Linked DNA regions of Neogale vison: region 1 is linked to region 2. The links are chromatin contacts, called in public Hi-C maps. All regions are on one chromosome and are shown on one strand. The core of a region is the stretch at or near the end of the contact, and the rest is flanking DNA. Distances in the headings are between cores, read along the strand shown.

Region 1 (2,700 bases), core at 128-2,627, 340 kb before region 2:
ACCGCAGGTCGCGGTGATGCCGACGAGATCAGCCTCGACTCCAGAACACACCCAGTCCTGTTCTCAGAAGAAAAGTTGGAGTTTCCTTAAAAAGGACTTTAAAGGAAAAAAAAAAAATCTAACCTTTTAATTTATAAAAAAGGAAGCAGAGTCCATCTACTTTTTCTTTTAAATAAACCAAGATACGGTTAATAGTTTACAGACGTTGGCTGGGGTTTTTCCTCTTTCATGTGTTTATGAAATGATTCTGCTCTTCACCTTTAAGAGCTTTCACACATCCCTCTGAGCTGAAGGCTATCTCATCAAGGGCAGTCATTACGACTTGCATCCTGGAGGATCCGGGAGCAGCAAACGCCGTTCCATGAGCAGCCCCACTTGGAAAAGCGCACCCCTCTGCGGGCCACTGAGGTGTGGTCCCGTGTGAGACAGCTGAGCAACGTCCAGGGTCACTGGGCAACCCCAAACATACACAGCCCAGCCAGAAGTGGCCTGGTGTGTTTCCCCGCCGAGGCAGGAGGCAGCTGGATTGTAACTTACTACAAACAGGTCACTTTCAGTGACTTGGCGCCCAGATGAGGCATTACAATGTCAAGCACACTCTTTCCTCATCACTGTCCCTATTTCTTCCCTGAGTGTTCAGCCAGGGTGGTCCCGATAAGAACTCTGTTGCCAACAGAGAGCTTTTTACATATAGCCTGCATGCGATGGTGGCTTCTGGACTCCCTGGGGGGTGCAGGAGGAATTGAGTCGGCTCCAGAATATTCTGGGGGCAGCCTCCCCTTTATTCTTCTTTCCCTTTCTGCCACCTTTCCTTTTCACTGTTCCCTTGTGGGTGGCTTTCCCTGTTAATCCCCTTCCCCTGTAGGTGATAAAGCCCCCCTACCCCCACCGCCCATAGCATTTTCCATCAGGATGAAGGACGACAGACCCTTCTGGGGGTCATTCTTTGCTGGACACTAGCAAAGGCTGTTACTCAATTAGCAAGAAGAGCGGAAATTTCTTTGGATCTCTGGGATGGGCCTGATGCTGAGCAGGCTGGCCTTGAAGATGGGGCTCGGTTCACAGCCTCCCCTGGGTCCTAGGGCATCTCCAGATCCCAGAAGGTCTCACTGTGGCTCACTAGCAGTACCAGTTGGTTTGGAGAGGTGGTGGACTGTGGAGGGTGTGGGGGCGGGGGGGGAGGGGAGGTTGGGGGATGGGGAGCTGGCAAACCCGAGGGCCTTGTTCCTGCCTTTTTTCTGTCGCATCTGCTGGAGTAGAGCCTTGGCAACCAACCCTACCCCCCTAACAACAATTCATGGCGTCTAATTGCTCTTTCCTTTTCATTTTATTTAGTAACTGGGTTCAGCCCAGGAAACTCTGGCTTCCAATCCTTGAGTGTTTTGACTCAGGGACCGTAAACTGTCTGATTTCTTGGACAAACACAATCTTGAGGAATTTCTCTCTTTATACAATGGCAGGCATCTGTGAATGTCAGCCACCCCACTCAGGCCTTGGCAGGCTTTTTTCCCCCTTCCTACAGACGTCAATCTCCTTAAAATAAATATTCCCTTTGGTTTTGGGGGCCCTTTCCTTTGGATTACTCACCTTTATCTCTGGGATTACAAAGCGGCTGGGAAGCAGAGATAGGGTTTACTGCGACTTTCACACAGAGCAGGAGAAACAGAGCACGCTGGGCGATCAACTCGCATTCTAGATTTCAGCAACTCTGGAATTCACCTTTGGCCTTGGAGATTCATCTGCTCCTTTGCCTTGGGGGGAGGGCATCTACCTGTACGCTTTCCTGTTTGGGGTGGCTACTCACCGTCTCCCTGGTCCAGCTTCCCCTCATTTGTGACACCCCTCCCCCCAACCACCTGAGTCATCTTTCTGAAACAAATCTGGTCACGTCTCTTCCCACCCCATCCCTCGCCTCCCCCATCACGGACACCCCGGAGGCCTCAGATAAAAACCCACTACTCAGTCAGGCAAACTGAGTCCCTCACCGTCTGGCTTTGCCTGCCTCTTTGTCTCCTTTCTCGTTACTTTCCCTGTGTACTCCATGGTGCAAGCCACATGAGGGGAGGCCTTCACCTTGGTGCTTGGACATGTGTGACCCCTTCTGCCTGGATACATTTCTCCTTCCTTGTTGGACTCATCCTCGTCCATTCTGACCACATGAGGTCATCCTCTACGAAGAGCACCCCCGCTTGCTCGTAGGGCCCCCTCTGCCATCCAGAGAGCTGAGTTTACAATGACTGCCATTATTATCCTTCCACTCAAATACACTGCTAATGGCTCTTAAGTCTTCTTTTCGTTTTCATCCTTCCTTGTCTTCCCTCTCCTCTTTATCTCTTTCTCCTCTTTTTAAAGAGTGGATAGTATTATTTTTGAAGTCCTTGCTGGGCCTTGTACGGTCCCTGGTGTTCTACCAAACCAAAGGTTCACGTGCTAACTTTGGTCTTATCAAATATCTGCAATGCCTGGACGCCGACTGGGCACCTTCTGCCGGCTGTCTCACCAAAGCAGCACACTACCCCGTGGGGTGCATGAGATTTTCTTATTTTCACATGACACAGACCGAGGCTCAGTGAGTTCTAATTGCCTTTGCGGGATGCCGGGGGAGGGGTGCTCAGCAGTTAAGCCTCCGCCTTCAGCTCAGGTATTAAGCCCTGTATTGGGTTCTCTGCTCAGCAAAAGCTTCCTTCTCCTCCCTCTGCT
Region 2 (2,700 bases), core at 40-2,539:
TTCCCATTTTATGGATGAGGAAATGAAGCCCTGAAGGAGCTCAGTGAACTATCTGAAACCAGAGTTAGACACCCCAAAAATAGAGCAGGTGCTAGAAGCCAGAAGTCTCCCAATACCCAGCCTGGTATTCTTTCTGCCTCCACACAAAGTCTGAGACACTACAAATTTCAGCAATAGCACTGAAAGTTCAGAGGATGGGCATCTCCAGTATCCAAGTAGACTGAACTGTCCCATGAGCTCACTGTGGGTGATACAGAGAACTTCGTCCTCTGGCAGCCTGCCCTGGAGGACACCTAGAGTAGCTGCTTCCTATGTGACTCGGGGTCTGTGTAAGAGGGAGGTGTCTGGGTTCTCTGTAGCCTGAGGGTGTGCGATAGATTCTCACGTGCACCGTGTGGTGTTACACAGGACGTGTCTCCTGCAGCCTGCTCCCAGCCCACTGGACACTGGTTGGGTTTCATGCTGAAGCGTCATGGTAGTACAGCCAGGAAAGGGAAGCTGGAGCCATTGGAAACAGGGCTGGGATCCTGAGAAGTCAGAGTACACAGCTCCCTACTGGGAAGCGCAGAGGATTGCTTCAAATACCCTTCAGAGGGACCGAAATTCCACCACTGAAGTTTTTTTTACTTCAGGTCTATAGGGGATTTTAGAATGGAATCTATAGAAAAATAAAAATGACTCTAAAAGTGGTAACTCCTCTCCTCACTAGGAATTGGAAGATTGAATAGAGATAAAAGTTGGAGGAGGAAAATGGAAAGAAGCCCCCAAACCTTGGCTGTCTCCATTCTCCTCCTTCTAGCATATTTGTGAACACACATACACACACACATGTACGCACACACACACTTCCCCTTGTGCTGTCTGGAAGACAAAGAGAGGTTGGCAAGTCCTCCTTCATCTGCCACCAACTGGCTGAAATAAATCTCTCATCCAGAGCTGCCTGCCCCCTGTCACCTTTGTGGGGGCATCAAGAGAACTAGCTCAGTGAGGATGTCCATAGCTTCTAGCCAACCTTCTGCTTTTATAAGAGTTCGTGAATCTGGCCTGCCCCAGTCCTCCTGGGCACCTGTAGGTGGGCAGCCCTCACATGTAGGCTAGTTCTGTGCTTTTAAAAAAGTATATTCTTGTCCCACACTCCCAGTCTCCAGGGACCCTCTAAGGCAGGAGAACCTCCCACTTGCTCACCACCCTGCCTCTGTGCTTCCCAGTCAGCAAGGGCAATTTTTCAGAAAACTATTTTTAGAAATAGTAACCTCAGAATAAACACAGCACACCAGATGCTGGTGTTTTTCTGGGGCAACTGAGCTGAGGATCATTTGTTTAAAGAGAAAGGTGAAACAGCCAACCTTGCAAAGGCAGTGGATTGCAGATTGCTGGGTTTTACTCCCCCTAGTGGCGTGATTTTAGAAGACATGACTCCCCCTTGACTCAGACCGGTAAGTCTTCATTGTGGGCAGAATTTTTATGTGAGCTTGATTTTACCTCTAGGTTTCTAGTTTGAAGAGCGAGGATGGATTGCACCTTAATCTGATTTATTTTTATATTTCTCTTTAGGGCTAAGAATACTAGGGCACTTTCTCTGACTATTTTCCTATGTCTAGAAGGATCGATTGTTAAAGACAACTTAATGTTGAAAATGAAGTTACAGTAAAACTGCTAGGTATTTTTGTTTAAACGAAACCTATTCCTTAAGCAGAATATGCATATAATAGAGGGAACTGATAAAGCCAATTCCACAGCATACACCTCTTTCCTAAGTAAGGGTCAGCGGTTCTGCTAGCTTCATAAAAGACAGGATGTAGAAGAACAAGTGAGATGGGGGTATTTATTAGCCCAATATTGTAAGAAAGCTCAACAAAACACTAACAAAAAAGCTCTCTGACCAGAAGACTTGAAAGACCAGAAACACATTACCTAAAGTCATCAAGGTTTAATCATATTTCTCACAATAATTTTTTTTTCTTGGTTAAATTGGTATAGCTTGCAAACAGACAAAAGAGAAACTAAATGAGTTTTGTAGATGTTCTCAATGCTCAGATATACAGCGCAGTGCTGTAAGAGTCTTCTGGCTGGGAGAAGGCTGTAAGTGGAAAGACCTTCACTGGCCTGAAGACCCTAATCCTCAGGTCAAAGATGGTCCCTCCATGTGGAAAGAACAGATGGACAATTCTCTAGTTACATTATAAATGACCGGGTTTCTCCTACAGCTTGGCTGTGGCTCACTAGTATCTGGGTGACAGAATAAAACCAGAATGACAGTGGCTGACAGGAGGGAAAACATATGCAGTAATTGATCAGTCAAATCATGCTCATATCTCAGCCCATTTTGAGTCACTTTCTGTAAATTATGGAACTGTATTCATTCATGCAACAGAAAGCATTCCATTCACAAAGAGTTGAGCTGAGCTGACAATTGATTCATTATGCGTTCTTTGCTGAAAGGCAGACTGGTTTTCCAGAGTAACAGCCTCTTCTTTGACTGTCCGTCTCTCTCTATTCATATTCACCATCTTTGCATATTTTTACTCATAACTTATTTAACTGCTAGCAACTACTGTTAGGGAGACCAGCAGATCCATCCCCCCATAGCCCGTGGGTTCCAAATCACACACTTGTCCTCTGATATGGATAGTCACATAGAGCATGTTGGGGCTGATTCTTCTATACATGCTGCTGAGTTTCCCTTTGTTGCCACAGAGA

The links. A called contact is a pair of places that touch in the nucleus more often than the background predicts.
Region 1: a Hi-C map of fibroblasts shows a contact between it and region 2, with 18 times the contacts expected there. The contact joins two enhancer-like sites. A contact is called at or near these places in 3 of 3 Hi-C or Micro-C datasets (fibroblasts, muscle and tongue).

What each region holds. Positions count from the first base shown.
Region 1 is chr7:117,730,643-117,733,342 of ASM_NN_V1, reverse strand. No RefSeq gene overlaps it. Among named protein-coding and RNA genes, the nearest start is that of TRNAR-CCU, 13 kb to the left of the region's middle. Within about 2 kb of position 1,377, the one cell type or tissue checked has open chromatin away from gene starts, as enhancers often do. A contact at or near this core is called in fibroblasts, where this site is marked.
Region 2 is chr7:117,386,835-117,389,534 of ASM_NN_V1, reverse strand. No RefSeq gene overlaps it. Among named protein-coding and RNA genes, the nearest start is that of ETS1, 300 kb to the left of the region's middle. Within about 2 kb of position 1,289, the one cell type or tissue checked has open chromatin away from gene starts, as enhancers often do. A contact at or near this core is called in fibroblasts, where this site is marked.